2 separate regions of the Mus musculus genome follow, and region 2 is linked to region 1. A link is a contact called in public HiChIP or PLAC-seq data. All regions are on one chromosome and are shown on one strand. The core of a region is the stretch at or near the end of the contact, and the rest is flanking DNA. Distances in the headings are between cores, read along the strand shown.

What was found. HiChIP or PLAC-seq counts read pairs in DNA pulled down with a chosen protein or histone mark.
Region 2: an H3K27ac HiChIP or PLAC-seq map of microglia shows a contact between it and region 1, with 8 times the contacts expected there. The contact joins the promoter of Olfr95 here to the promoter of Trim15 in region 1. A contact is called at or near these places in 8 of 39 promoter capture datasets (the SN4741 cell line, cancer-associated fibroblasts, embryonic stem cells and 5 more), 5 of 15 datasets of contacts at CTCF or cohesin (the NIH/3T3 cell line, large pre-B cells, pro-B cells and 1 more), 1 of 484 Hi-C or Micro-C datasets (embryonic stem cells), 10 of 115 datasets of contacts at active chromatin or transcription factors (acute myeloid leukemia, embryonic basal ganglia, embryonic hindbrain and 4 more) and 3 of 9 other capture datasets (adipose tissue, embryonic stem cells and liver).

Annotation. Positions count from the first base shown.
Region 1 is chr17:36,863,201-36,871,163 of GRCm38.p6, forward strand. It overlaps Trim15 (tripartite motif-containing 15), which reads right to left and starts at 3,987. Exons shown (of 7, transcript NM_001024134.2): 1 at 3,536-3,987; 2 at 3,105-3,200; 3 at 1,761-1,991; 4 at 1,049-1,071. The coding sequence starts at 3,901. Trim10 (tripartite motif-containing 10) reads left to right here and starts at 6,374. Exons shown (of 7, transcript NM_011280.2): 1 at 6,374-7,107. The coding sequence starts at 6,679.
Region 2 is chr17:37,206,970-37,214,932 of GRCm38.p6, forward strand. Olfr95 (olfactory receptor 95) reads right to left here and starts at 4,882. Exons shown (of 1, transcript NM_146513.1): 1 at 3,944-4,882. The coding sequence starts at 4,882. The coding sequence ends at 3,944.

The sequences.
Region 1 (7,963 bases), core at 2,737-5,236:
GCTATAAAAATTAGATTCAGTATAATTGGGATTTACCATCTGTAAGTAAGAATGGTTTCCAAAATGATGGACTTTTCATTAGATGCAGGAGGAGCTAATTTTAACTTTCTCCTGAGCACTGGAGCTTGAGTCTGTTCTAGCAGAAAGGGGCAGAGGCTATCAGCCCTCTCCACCTCTAGAGAGAAGTGGAGAAACCGCCCTGCTTCTTTCTATCTGTGTGCTGGTTTGTACAATGGGAAAATTGCTGGGAAGAGGGAGATTCGGGTCCCTTTGCGGTCCTCATTACTCTGGCTGTGTGGCTTTGCATAGGCCCTTCTCTCTCAGATGCTCTATCACACAATTCCCACCACATGCTTCTTGACTTTAATCCAAACGCTCGTTGAGAAGCATGTTTGGAGACACTTTTAAATGGCTTTAGAATTTTCAGACACTAAAATATATTTCATGGATTAAAGATACTTCTGGGAACTGGTCATGTCAGACACCACAATTCAGTATCCAGTATCTACATGGTGGCTCACAACCATCTGTAATTCCAGTTCCAGGGCATCTCCCTGCCTCCTCTGTTTTCCTCTGGCACCAGCCATACATACGATGCATAAACAAAACACCCATACACATAAAATACAAATAATTTTTTAAAAATTCCTGGAGCATTCTAAACCCATGACTGTTATATGTAACTTTGCTTTGAGGGTCAAAAGCACATCTCAAAAAACCAACGGAATTGGTGTTGGTCAACCAAAACCAGTAAATTTATTTTTATTAGTTATTTAGTTGTTTATTTTGAAGTAGGCTCTCACTCTGTAGCCCAGACTTGCCTCGAACATATAGTGAACTCTCTGCCTTAGTTTCCCAAGTGGTGGGACTAAAGGCATGAGCCACAATGTCCAGTTTCAACTCATCATTTTACTGAGTTCGAGTTGATAGTAAGAGAGGGAGTGACCTGGGTATCCATCAGTGTTTTCTGGAACCATCCACAAGGGTCCAGATGGATGGCTGTGTCATAAGATGCACATAAAGGAGGCAGAACTGGGGAGGGCCTTACCTGCTCTGATTGAGTCTGGCATCCTACAAAAGAAACACAAAAACATGTACTTACTTTCCACATGGCCTTCCCCATCAGGGACTCTAAATCTTTCTGTCTTAATATCAGCTAAAAACTCCTACCCAGAGTGCTGGAGCCTCTTAATTACTTAGTGTGCATTTCACTGCTCTCTTCTTTTTTCCTGACTAAAGTAGGTAGGACTCTGCAGCCAGCCAGTTCCTTTGCTCTGGTTGTTCTGCCCACCATGCCCCCCCCCCACACAAGTGATTAAGAAATGATAGAGAGCAGAGACCAGTCTGAGTTCCAAGTTGGCACCGATGTGGGGCAGGATTGTGGTAACCACACAAGGATATTGATGGTGCTCTTCCTGTGTATTGGGGACCATGCTCAGCACCACACATGGGTTATTCCTTACATGGCTTACCACTCCCTGAAACAATCATCCCATGCTTAGAGAAACTAAGAGAGTCACCCAAGTGACAAAGTGGGAGGGGCTGACAACACCAAACTCAAGATGGTCTGATGATGGCCATCTTTGCATAATCCTCGTGCATGCCTTGGGAAGTTCTCTAGTTTTTTGAGCCATAAAAAGCAGACCCCCCTCCCCCCACACACACCTTCTCAATCGAGGTAATCCCCATCACCTTCCAGCACCTGCTTCCTGTAAACCCTCTGCTGTCGCACTAGGTGGTAGGGTTGTGGAGTCTCTTACTTGCAGAAGCTCACTTGCTGGTTGCTGACACTTCTCCTCTAGCTCCTCCACCTGGGTACTCAGCCGGTCGACCTCCTGGGAGACTTTGCTGATGTACTCTTCCCTCTCCTTGCAGATCTGCCGTTCTAGTTCCTCCAGCCTGTTCAGCAGGAGGCATCTCTGGTCCACAAGCTCCCGCTTCAGCCTTTCAAAAGCAGCTTCTACCTGATGCTTTTTGCTTTCAACCTGCATCTGTGAGGATATGGGGGAGGCTCAGAACTGGCTCCCATAAGGATCATCTGTGTACTTATTAAGAGACAGGAGTAAGCCATTACAGGACTCATTTCTTTAAATAATACAATGGTAGAAAGAGATAGATCCCAAGATACACTTGCAGATGATGAGCTCTGAGCTGTTGTCTTAGCCAGAGATTGTAACAATATCATATGGAACTCTTTAGAGTCACACTTAACTTAAAAAAAAATCCTTTCATAGCTATAATATTCTACTGTTTTAGTTTTCTTCTCTGTGCTATGATAGAACGTTGGCAAAAACCAAGTTGAGGAGGAAAGGATTTATTTCATTTTCTACTTTCACATCTCAGTGCATCACTGAGAGAACCCAGAGCAGGAACTCAAACAGGAGCCCAGAGGCAGAGGCTGTGAAGAAACAGCAGGTTCTCCGTGGCATGCTCAGCCTGCTTGCTTAGATTGTTAGGACCACGGACCCAGTGTAGGCTGGATGCTCCCAAATCAATAATCACGATGTCTCACAGACTTACCACATACAGCCAATCTGAAAGAAATGTTTTTCTCGGCTGATTTTTTGTTTTCAATTCCTCATTTAGGAAGGGTTCCCTCTTCCCAGATGACCCTTGCTTGAGTCAATTTGGCAAACAAACAAAAACAACAACAAAACTAACCACACAAAACTAACTACTATGTCTTCTTTAGACTCATGAATAACTGTTGTAATTTATTTTTTTTCTTGAGATACATGTCCATGTCTTATGCATTCTAGGCTGGCCTCAAACTCAATTCACAATGAAGTCAAAGATGACATTGAGCTTTTGACGCTCTTAACTCCATCACCCAAGTGCTGCAATTATAGAACACTCCTATTCAGTGCTGAGTATTGAATATAGGGCTCCATGTATTCTACGCAACCACTGTTCATACTGAGCTAGCTACCCAACATGTTAGGATGGTGGCACATGCCTGTAATTCCAGCACCTGTGGGGGCAGAGAAAATAGGATCCGCTAAGTAGTGACTTTGAGGCCAGTTTGAGCTACATGAGACTCTGTACCTAAACAAACAAACTGGAACAAAGGAACAGACAGCCATAGGTGTGTGTGTGATCTTTACCAGAACCTCCTGGAGCTTCTGGTCTTCTTGACATTTCCTATCTTCTATCTTGTCCCTCTCCATTCTTAGAGCTTCTAACCGACTCCTGAGACGATCCTGTCAGAAAAAAGAAAGCAGAGGGTCGGTGAATAATCCCACTGGCAAATACCGTGTGCTATGTTGTGGACACACCACCGAGGCTGAGAGATTCAAACTGACAAGAGTCCTAATCCTTGACCTTCATTGTATCACCATTTAGGGCAAGAATTGGGTTGGGTGGCACTATGGAGATAGAAAGTGTGTGGTAAGTAAGGTGTATGTGCCCGCAGGGAAACCAGGAGCAAAGAGGAGGACTGAGAGGATTTTAGACAGTAAATCTCTATCCCTTTTCCTTCACTCACCCACATCAGGTCACCATCCTGCCCCCACGAAGCAGCGCCTCAGCTCCTTACCCTGTAGGGTTGGATGGCTTCATCCAGGAACCCCACAGTGTGTGCCTGGTGGGCGGGGCCCTCCCTGCAGAACACGCAGAGCAGCTCCGCGTCTGTCTTACAGAAGAAATAGATCTTCTCTCCGTGCTCTTCACAGTAGGTCTCGCTCAGGGGACCTAGGGACACCGGGGCCACTGCGGCCTGGATTTTCTCCTCTTCTGCCCCCTGACAGAGAGGGCACAGCAGCTGGGCTCCCATTGGGGTGCGCGGGAGGCAGAGTAGGCAGACAGTGTGTCCGCAGGCTGTGGTCACCGCATCCTGCAAGGGTCGGGTGCAGACAGGACAGGCTACTTGGTGAAGTCCCCGCAGGGACCGGGTTGAGGGCATCACCGTGCCTTCCCCTGCCTGTCCACAGTCTTCTGACTCGGTCCACTCCAATTTCCTTTCCCTGAAACTGAGTCACTTTTAAGTGCGTCACTGTCACAGAAGCAAAGGAATCGGAGGCTGAAAGAAAGGCAGGAATGTCAGCTCAGCGAGGTCACCTGGCTGCCACGCCCAGAACCCAGCAGCTAAGCAGGTCCAAACTCCAGGGCGTCTTGACTACCCAGCGTTTCCCAGGGGCAGGCAGGTGACCTAGCTCTCCACTCCTGTCGCCTTCGGTCCCTTGGGTGGGGAGCAGCGTATTGCATCATGAGGTCACTTGGAAATGGGGTTTCCTGGAATCTCTTGGCTACAGAGAGGTGAGGCCATTGGGGAGGAGCCGCTTCCTGTCACGCTGGGCAGGTGAGAGCCATAGTTCAGGCTAGGAGGCTGGCAGTGGCATCAGAGTCCAGCCTGTGATGTTGAGACTGACCTCGAATTTCGAGCCCAAATGCACGTTCCCCTCGTCTGGCAATATGCACTCACCACCACCTCCACCACCACCACCACCACCCCAAGAAATTACTCCAGAACAACCAATTTAATAACAACTCATTGGGACAAGTGTGGAGAAAGAGATACAAATTGAAAGGCAAAGAGGATTTCTAAGGATCAGAGAGTTTGACAGCCACAAGACAGAAGGCATTGGGGTATTTGGATTCCAGCTCTTCCCAAAACTGGGTCAGAGATCAAGCCGCCAGGGTCCCTGGGCATTCTCCTGCCCTGTGGACAAGCTGCCAGGATCCCTAGGCATTCACCTGCCCTGTGGACAAAGCCAGACCCTCGTGCTCACCAGGTCTTTTTATCCCACCTATTTTCATGTTTCACACACCCCTTCTTCCTGCCCTACCTTCCCACTTGACAATGCATCCTTAGAACAGCTGTCTAATTATATGTGGTCGGCCCTGGCTGAGATGTGCTGTTTGTATAAACGATTTCACATCACTACAGAGACATGTGATATATCGCTAGTATTTCATGTTGACTCTATGCTCAAAAATATTTTTGGAAACATTGGACTAACTTAAATATACTACTAATATTTACTTTTTGTCTTATAATATTTTTCTCACCCTTATTATGAGAAACATTCAAATTTATTGATAGTGTGGAGAAATAGTGGCATGAATGCCTTTGTGCATTTTTGAATTTTGTAAGTATTGGGCCATCTGCTCTCTCTTCCATAAATACAACATATATCTCCTCAGAGTGAGGAATTCATCCACACAACCACGGTGTCATTAAAAAATTTAACATGGGCCGGTGTGATGCCGCATCAGGTAAAAGCAACTGCTGCCAAGCCAAAGACCTGAGTTCTAGCCCTGGGACCAACATGGTTGAAGGCAAGAACTCACTCCACAAAGTTGTCCTTTGATTTCTACATTTATGCCAGAATACGAGCGCGCAAGCGCGCGCACACACACACACACACCTACACATGCACACATGCACACACATATATACACATGCACACACACCTACACATGCACACACATACACACATATACACAGTAATAATAAAAACTATATAATTTAAAGAACTTTAGCAATCTATTAGTGAGTTTACTGTCAGTATTCAAAATACCCGGTTTCCCAATAATGTCCCTTTATATATAATTCTGTTCCATTGGGGCCCAGCTCATATTGGCAACCAGAAACATTTACATTGCATATATGTGACTTTCACTGATTGTTTTTTTCCTCAAGACACATTTCACGTAGCTCAGACTGGCCTCTGAGCTGCTATACAAGCAGAGGCTGGTCTTGAGGACTCCTGATTCTCCCATCTCTGGATAACAGGTGCTGAGATCACAGGCATGTGCCACCATGTCTGTTTGTCCTTTGGGTTTCTGGTAGACTGAATCTCCTGGAAGACACATAGCTTTGACTTGCAGATAGATCACAGTCACCTGCACTCTGTTGGTTCCCCTTGGATGAGTGGAGGGAACCTGGAGGAGCTTGCAAAATGGAGGTCCAAACAGCAGGATGTGATAGAGCCAAGGTGGAATTAAAAAAAAAAAAAAAAAACTGTTTAAAGTGCTTCCGTCTATCAGTGGGAGATATGTAGTCATGGTAATAAATAAATAAATAAATAAATAAATAAATAAATAATGCTGGCTCTATTTTTCCTCCCTCATACGTTTTTTGTTGTTGTTGTTGTTGTTGTTGTTTTTGTTTTTTTTTTCCCTTCTCTCGGCCCTCTTTTAAAGCCTGTTATAGGACCATGGAGGCATCACCACAGTTCCTTGTGCTGTGCACACCCCAGCTCAAGAGCCTTATCTGAGTCCCCACACTCCCCTGGCCACTAGCCTTGTACTGGCTGATACCTCCAATCTCCCTGGAGACAGGTGGCTATGTTTAAGAGCTGGGGTGGCAGTAGCTGTGAGTCAAGCTCCTCCCTGCCCCTGAAGAAAAGATCTCTTTCAACAGTGGTCTGCTGAGAGACTGTGAGCAGCTTCGGGTGGACAGAAAGTTGCAGTGAGCTCCAGGCCATGGGAACTGGTCCAGAGAGTTAACTTATGGTGCTTTGAGCCCCTGGGCCTTCCTCCTCTATTTCTTCACCTATGCTGTTGGCAGGAGTGTGTCTGCTCCTGGGAGAGCAGGACAAGGGGCTCTGGTGCCAGAGATGTAACTGGGTCCCTTGTCCCAGTGTGGGTGACTATGTTGGTGTTCAGGCCTGATGTGGGTGTGGAGGGTGAGCAGAGACGGTGACTTCCAGCGTCAGAAGGCCTGGTAGGATTGACATGGCCTCAGCTCCTTCTGTGACTAGCCTGGCAGATGAGGTCAACTGCCCCATCTGCCAAGGCACCCTGAGGGAGCCAGTCACCATTGACTGTGGCCACAACTTCTGTCGTGGCTGCCTCACTCGCTACTGCGAGATCCCAGGTCCAGAATCAGAGGAGTCCCTCAGCTGCCCGCTCTGCAAAGAGCCCTTCCGCCCAGGGAGCTTCCGGCCCAACTGGCAGCTGGCCAATGTGGTGGAGAACATCGAGCGCCTTCAGCTGGCGTCCACGCGAGGCCTGGAGGTGGAGGATGCCTGTCCGGAACACGGGGAGAAAATCTACTTCTTTTGCGAGGAGGATGAGGCACAGTTGTGTGTGGTATGCCGCGAAACCGGACAGCATGGGGCTCACACTGTGCGCTTCCTGGAGGACGCAGCAGGTCCCTACAGGGTAGGAGAGGATCCCTACAGGGTAGGAAGGGGCTCTGGGGCACCCTTGAGAGAGCTGGATTGGACTAAGGGAAGTAGAAAGGTGGTGTGGATTCTGGGCTGGAAGGAGCATCCGGACTCCAATTTTTTTTACCTTATTTGATCAGCCAGGCACATACTGAAGCACAGAGAAGCACGGAGTTATAATTAAGAGTTCTATGTTGTTTCCTTGTGGACCATAGTAAATCCTTTCTGAACGGATGAACCATCAAACGTGTGTGTGTGTCCTGTATCAGTTAAGTGTGCTTGAAGTTTGGATTTTAGGGAATGACAGTGCTTGTTTATGTACAAGAGTGAACGCCTTGTTTGTGGAGGGATGGTCTGAGTGTGTTCTGTTTGAAGCGTGTAACTGAATGGGCTGGTTGGGTGAATATTTGTGGCATATACTTTTTTATTTTCCATTAAGTGAGTGCATTGCTGGTTTTAGTTGCTTTTATACCATATTTTGTTATGAGCAGGCATTTGTATGTATGATGTAGCAATTTATTAGTGATCTTTTCATAGTGAGACCAGCTTGCCTCAGACTAATTATATAGCCTAGGATGACCTTGAATTTCTGATTCTTCTAGTTCTACCCCTGGATGAAGGGATTATAGGCATATGCTGCCACACTCGTTTGATGCAGGGTTAGGAGTCCTGTGCATGCTAAGCAAGCGCTCTAATAACTGAGCTACATCCCCAGCTTGTCTGTATGTATTTCTAAACACACATACACACATAGATATTTATGTGTTTGCTTGTTCCTAACTCTAATCTAGAACAATTTATAAAACTGGGCATCAATTATTTTTGCATCTAAATTTCTTCTCACCTTGTGT
Region 2 (7,963 bases), core at 3,632-6,131, 340 kb after region 1:
TCTATGATGGGATACTACTCAGAAATGAATATATTATGTACTATAACATGGATGGATCTGGGCTGGAGAGATGGCTTAGTGGTTAAGAGCACTGATTGCTCTTCTGAAAGTCTTGAGTGCAAATCCCAGCAACCACATGGTGGCTCACAACCACTTTAATGAGATTGGATATCCTCTTTTGGAGTGTCTGAAAACAGCTACAGTGTACTTACATATAATAAATAGATAAACCGTTAAACAAAACAAAACAAAAAACATGGATGGATCTGTAAGCAATCATGTTGTTTTAAAGTAGTCAGACAAAAAAGTCCATTCATATAAATCTCCCGAAAAGGCAAACTGATCTGTAGTGATAGGATGTAGGTGAAAAGTTGTTAGCAACTATGGGTTGCAGGGAGGGATGGAAGGAAGATACTGCAGTGGGGGGTGAGGAAAACTTTGGGGGATATGTATGTATGTTTAATGGTTGTGCCAATAGTTTCATGGTATCTACATAAGTCAACACTTATCAGATTATTTTTTTTAATGGCTCTGCTTTTACAGGAAAACAGAGTGCAGTTAGTTCTTCTTCTTCTTCTTCTTCTTCTTCTTCTTCTTCTTCTTCTTCTTCTTCTTCTTCTTCTTCTTCTTCTTCCTCCTCCTCCTCCTCCTCCTCCCCCTCCCCCTCCCCCTCCCCCCTCCCCCTCCCCCTCCCCCCCTCCCCCTCCCCCTCCCCCTCCCCCCTCCTCCTCCTCAGATTTATTTATTTCATTTATATGAGTACACCGTAGCTCTCTTCAGACACACCAGAAGAGGGCATCAGATCCCATTTCAGATAGTTGTGAGCCACCATGTGGTTGCTGGGAATTGAACTCAGGACCTCTGGAAGTGCAAGCAACCAGTGCTCTTAACCACTGAGCCATCTTTCCAGCCCTTTAAAAAATTACTATTATTTATTTTATTTTATGTATATGAGTACACTGAAGCTGTACAAATGATTATGAGCCTTCATGTAGTTGTTGGGAATTGAATTTAGGACCTCTGCTTGTTCTAGTCAACCCTACTTGCTCATGTCGGTCCTGCTTGCTCCAGCCCAAAGATTTATTTATTATTATAAATAAGTACACTGTTGCTGTCTTCTGACACACCAGAAGAGGGTGTCAGATCTCATTACTGGTGGCTGTGAGCCACCATGTGGTTGTTGGGATTTGAACTCAGGACCTTTGGAAGAGCAGTCAGTGCTCTTACCCACTGAGCCATCTCGCCAGTCCTCCAGACTATTTAAATATATACATTTAATTATAGGTTAATGATGCCTCCATAAATGATTTAAAAAGTATTGTTAGTAGGGTGTGGTGGCTTTGCCTTTAATCTCAGAACTCAGAAATTGCTAGTGCAAGACCAACCTTAGTTATACAGCAAGACCCTGTCTCAAAAAAGAAGACATTTCCGATAAGACCAGAAGAGTACTACTGTGCCTATCATGGAGATGAGGGGTAAGTTTTGCTGTGAGTTTCATAAAGCTCATGTCCAAGGGAAACCAATGGCAAAATGCCAAAGCACCAGTTAGCTAGAGAGGCCTCTGAAGGACGTGTAGATGGAGGGGACCAGGAGGTGGATATGTTGCATTTTCAATGTTCAGTTCTGCTGTCAGGCTTCACTCTGGCTATAAGAATTCCAATGATCAGAGGAGGAGCATGCTGCAAATCCTTCAGGTAGCTCCTCTGTGATGTCCTTCCTCTCTGTAGATGTTCTACTGCTATGAGATACCCAGGGTACTGAGGCTTTAATCACTGGTAAGATGGGGGAGGTCATGTCATCTTCCTGGGTGCTGGTAGAGTAACCACCCATGTGTAATTCTTTTCTTTAGTTTTGGGAATTGAGGCCAGGGCCTTGGGCTTACTAGGGGAGTACTTTACCACTGAGCCAACACCCCTATCCCACTGTAAAGGTTCGAGATTCATATTTCCCAGATTCACAGTGTTTAATGACACTTTCTTGGGTATTAGCATTTTCTCTCCAGACAAAGACGGCACAAAATCGCCATCCCGTGTTGACTCAGGTTTCACAGTGTCAAGCAGAGCAACAAGCGCACAGAAGATGGCGAATGGGTGTCAGGAATGATAAAAATCATGTGGATTTTATTTTACACTTTTCTTCTTTTAAAACTAAATTTCTTTGACAGTCTTATTCCTGTGTATAATACAGCCTGTTTACTCTCCCGCTCATCATGCCTTATGCATTTTAATTATTAGGAATCATTGGTGTCCTCTTGATCCCCGGGGAGACTCTTATTTCTTTGGACAGGGTTTTATTCTGTAGCCCTGACTGGCCTGGAACTTGCAGTAGTCCTCCTGCCTCAGCCTCCAAAGCATTGGGTTGTGGATTGCACCACCAGAACTTTTCATTATTAACTGTCTCCCGCGGGCTCTTGTATTTCAGGGCCATTATATTCCTCTTCAGTGTCCTGGATGCTCTTGGTTTGTTTCACTGATGCAGGGGGCGGCGGGGGGGGGGGGGCATTTTCCTGCAGTCTTGTGTGATATCTTTCTCTACCTTCCTCTGAGTTTTCTAAGTACCAACCTCATCGACATAAAAATACCCTTATTCCCCCAGCAAAGGCACACACTGTGAGATGGACACTGCTTTCTGTACAAATCTGTCTGACTTACTATTAAAAATATTTGTAGAGATACCCATGTAGCATGGGTTTTCACAAGCTCTCAGAGTAATTGACTTCTTTGTAATTTAAGTTCTATGGATAAAGATTTAAAGTGCAGACAATTTCATTTGTTTATGATCACACAGCTGATTAGTTGAAAAAAAAAATTAGGATTTGAATTCAAGCCAGGTGTGGTGGCATACATCTATAATCTCAACACTTGGGAGGCAGAGGTGGGGAATCAGGAGTTTAAGGCCAGGTTAGTTTACATAATGAGTTTGACACCTGCCAGAGCTCTAGCAGACTCCGTCAAAAACTAACCAACCAACCAACCAACCAACCAACCAACCAACCAACCAACAACCAACCAACCAACCAACCAACACAAAAACAAATAAACATGTAAATGAGCTAAATACCTAATAAAAAATGGAAAAAAAGGTTTATAAGCCCAATAAAAAAAACAAATAAACAAAACAAACCAACCAACCAACCAACTCCCCCAACCCACCCCAAAACAACAAAACAGTGAAAAACAAAACGAAAACAACAACAACAACAAAAAAGAACCACAAGAAAACCAACAAAAAACCCCAAATAAAATACTTGAATTTAAGTGCATCAATATTAATCCTTTCAAACTCTATGCTGTATTAGCGTTAATAAGATCTGACTTCCATGATTCTTTCTGATTGCCTTTCACTTTTTAAGAGATTTGTTTTTACTAGGGACAGATTACCCTCCTCCTCCTCCTCCTCCTCCTCCTCCTCCTCCTACTCCTCCTCCTCCTCCCCTTCCTCCCCTTCCTCCTCTTCCTCCTCTTCCTCCTCTTCCTCCTCCTCTTCCTCTTCCTCCTCCTCTTCCTCCTCCTCCTCCTCCTCTATGGATCTACTTATGTGTGCTAGCTATATATAACTGTATACTAATACTGAATTAGTATACAGTCTGGAAGTAACCCTATGTCTCAATGCCAGATAACGTTCAGGACTATTGCTCTGTATATAGGTGAAAATTTTATCACCTCCATAGTCGTGTGTGTGTGTGTGTGTGTGTGTGTGTGTGTGTGATTTTCTCCTAGCCTTTGCCTCTGGACTTCTGGAATTTAAGGCATGCACTGCCACCACCTCTGGGCCAATTTACTTTGGCAAAATCAACCCTTTGTAACAGAAGACAGAATAGATGAGTGAATGTTGAGGGAGTCAATAGCTCTTTAAGGTAAGTCTGTGTTCCAGGTCTTCTCTCCTTTGATCCTTGGTAATGTGGAACACGGAATTCTGTTCAAGAGTCACCTCCCACCCTTTGTCAAATCTCGGAGGGCCCCATTTTCTGGATGCTTCTTTTTAGGGCGGCCTTGACGTCTGCATTCCTCAGGCTGTAGATGACAGGATTGAGGATGGGGGTGATCACAGCATAGAAGAGGGACAGCAGGGGGTCCGTGGTTGGGTCATAGCTGGCCTTAGGGCGGATATAGATAAAGATGGCAGTACCATAGAAGAGAGACACCACTACCAGGTGGGAGGAACAGGTGGAGAAGGCTTTGCGGCGACCAGCAGCGGATGGGATGCGGAAAATGGTGACCAGGATCCGTCCGTAGGAGCTAAGAATGAGGCCAAAGGGGCACAAGATGATAAGGGCGGCAGCCAGGATAATCTGCAGCTCGTTGAGCGAGGTGTCTCCACACACCAACTGCAGCACCGGCTGGATCTCACAGAAGAAGTGAGGGACAGCGTTGGGGCCACAGAAGGGCAAGGAGAAGATGAAGGAGGTGTGGCCCAGCCCCACTAGAGCCCCGCAAGACCACGCGGCGCCCGCGAGCTGCACACAAACCCTGCGGCTGAGCAGCACCTGGTAGCGCAGGGGCTCGCAGATCGCAGCATAGCGGTCATAGGCCATGGCAGCCAGCAGGCAGCACTCGGTGGCACCAAAGAAAAGGAAAAAGAACATTTGCAGAGCGCAGCCAGAGCGCGAGATGTGGCGCCGGCCAGTGAGCAGATGGTGCAGCAGCAAGGGGACTGTGACCGACGTGTAGCAGATCTCCAGGGCTGAGAGGATGCGGAGGAAGAAGTACATGGGAGACTGCAACGCTGCATCTGTGGAGACTAGCGCCACGATGAGGAGATTGCCTGCCACAGTGAGCAGGTAGACGGTCAAGAACAGGGAGAAGAGGATGCCCTGCAGGTGGACCAGACGTGAGAAGCCCACCAGCACGAACTCAGTAACCAGAGAGGAGTTGGTGCCCATCTTGCTTCAGCCTTTGGTCAAGAGAGAGGGGTGGAGAAGAGCCACCACTGTGTCTGCCTGGGTACTCCTTTTTTCTTAGGCTATCAAGGCTTAGAACTGAGATGTCCAGGCACAAGCCCATGTTATACCCAGGTCATCCTAGGAACCCTGGATGGATATTTGTTTCTGGTCTTTTTGTACTATCCTCATTCTCAGAAGTACACACTGAATTCAGACTCTTCTTCTCTGGCTTAGTCTCTCTCTCTCTCTCTCTCTCTCTCTCTCTCTCTCTCTCTCTCTCTCTCTCTCTCTCCCTTAGGTTTCAATTATATTCCAGGAAGGCCCAGCATTCACTATATTCCACACTGGTCTGCAATTCACCTCGATCCTCTTGCCTCAGCTTCCAGAGCACTGGAATTACCATAAGTCACCACTATATCCAGCTTTTTCATGCTTCACCATTTCCTGTCTTGGCTGGGGTGGACATTTCCTTCCCCAATGAATGGACATTTGATTCACACTCAGAGCAGGAAAAAAAAATCCTATTCCAAATCAGGGCATTTTCTGTCCTGTTCTTTCTCTAAACTCGTTATCTTTTTATTCTCCAATATTTCTTTCTTCCTCTCAGTGATTCTCTTCTTTGATCCATTCTTTCCCATCTTCCAGAAGCGTCTTTTTATTTGCTATTATCTTACCTCAAATAGAGCTCACAGTTTGGCAGGGAAGACTCAAAATAATCAGCTCTTTCAGGCAGCTGCAGGAAATAAAGCTATTAGCTGGTTATATGAGTGAAGAGCTCTGTAATAAAAATGCAGTGGAATACAAGGCCTCCTTCAGTTGCTCATCTCCTCATCTTGGTGCTTCTCAGACTCATCCTTTTATATCATGATACATACAGAATGCCCAGACCCTGTACACAAGACAAGAGATGCAAACACTAACATGTTGCACTTCTAAATCTAAGCAAAGAAGAGTAAATTAATAATCTCAGAAGCCAGGTTCATTCAAGGTCACAAATGTACCATATATTATGTACATACACAAACATCATTACAAATAACATGAAAGTCACTATATACAATAAAATATACACAACTAAAAAGATAAACTTTAGCAGATACATAAATTCAAATGGTGTGCAAAATTATAAATGCTCACATTAGAATCATGAGCCCACCCACACACTAGGTCTGCTGCAGGTCAGTCCCTGCTTTATTTTATCCGGGATCTCCCTGTGTTTTCCTGTACATCTTCTGTATAATGTTTTCCTACTTGGAAAAATAGCCATTGATAAAAGCAGGTGGTGCCTGGTAACTGCCTTAATTTTTCACCCTCTGCAACATGGGTCCCTCAGCAGGAGGATTTTCCTTATGTCTCTGAGGACCTGAGTCTCCCAGTACAATCTGCTTTACAATTGGGAGAGCCTCACACAACTAATTAATGTTATTTTGGAGTCTGTTCCTTAGGTGGCAGGGATCTCAGGACGGCCTGGGAGAACCTTCTGCAGACAATTTCAAGGGTTATGGGTTTCTCTCTTAGCTCTCATATATGCTCCTTGGTCAGCCGTTTTTATTTTTCCCCTCATTATTTTCTTCTTTCCATCATTGTAGATGTCACTACATCTACAAAGCCAGTAATTCTACTTATTATTAATACATTATTCATTGATATTGTTCAATAATGATTTTATAGTGTATGAGTGTACGTGTGTTTATGTGTTCATGTGTCTACACATAGAGGTCAGAAGTTGATTTTTTTTTTGTCTACGGTGTTTTACTTTATTTTATTTTCATTTATTTATTGAGACAGGATCTCATTGAGGCTCTAGTTAGCCTAGAGCTCATTATGTAGACCAGGCTACCCTTAACTCTTTTAAAACAGTTCACCACCACTATCCCACTGACCAAGCCAAGGACAGGGAACCTCTTTGCCAGTGTTTGCTGCCCTGATTACAAACCTCCCCTTAAACTATACTTTTGCAGAATACTAGATTCCTCCAGCCATCTTTCTCTTCCTTTCTTTTCTCTCTTACTCCATTTATCTCTTTTATCCCTAACTCCTTCCTTTCTCATTCTGTCTCAAGTGGCCCAGGCTGCCTCCAAATTCTTTATATATCTGAGCACGACCCTGAATTCTTCCCTGGTCAAAACCTCCACCTTGCAAAATGTTGGGAATACAGGCATTCACCATCATGCTGGGCTTCAGCAATTTTACTTTACAATGTGATAAATATTGACAGATATAGCCTACATAAAATTCTGCTTTTAGAGTGCCTTAACTCATAAGAGTTGTAGAAGGCTTCCCTAATTTGAGAGAAGAATGTGCTGGGAGAATCAGGCCCTGAGAGACTAAAAGGAAACCCTCCTGCTGAGGGAGCCATGTTGCAGAAGGGAGAACCTGCCTTGATCAATGGCTGTTTTCCCAAGCAGAAAAGGACTACACAGGTGATGTCCAGTAAGGAGTTTGTACCACTGTCTCAGAAGACAGTTTTGAATGTCATAATCACAAAAGTTTAAATCTCTAAAATGTAATTCTGAAAGTATTTTAAAAATTACTTTAAAATCATTTATTTACATTTTCAAAGGAGTATCTATTTAAGGAACATAAAACATTGGAAAACAGATTACTTTATCTCACAAGTTAGGCAAAACATACAATTTTTTTGCATGGATAGCACTCAGCTCAAGTACGTTCACGAAGCTCACATAGGTATAACACTTACGAATGTATATTGTTACAGACATTAGTCAATAAGCAAAGTCTGTAAACATAGCGATATGGCTGGCAGTTGTGTGCACAGAGCTTGATATCTGTAGTTACTTGAAATATAATGATGTTTACGACTTTCAGGGATGTTAGCTTTAGAGATTTGACCTTTTAGGATTTTGGTGTTAGAGCTTTTGCTGTTCATGACTTTCTGAGTTACAATCTGTACTGACTGTGAGATAGCACCACACACATAAAGCCTGGAGCCTTCCTGTTGACCCTTTACTGCAAAGCATATGGAAGATACAGTGCAGAGTTATCATCATGCTAGTGTTGGAGATGCGGGCTCAATTCTCAGATGCCGAAGGATACAGGAAGGTCCTGTTGAGGACACAC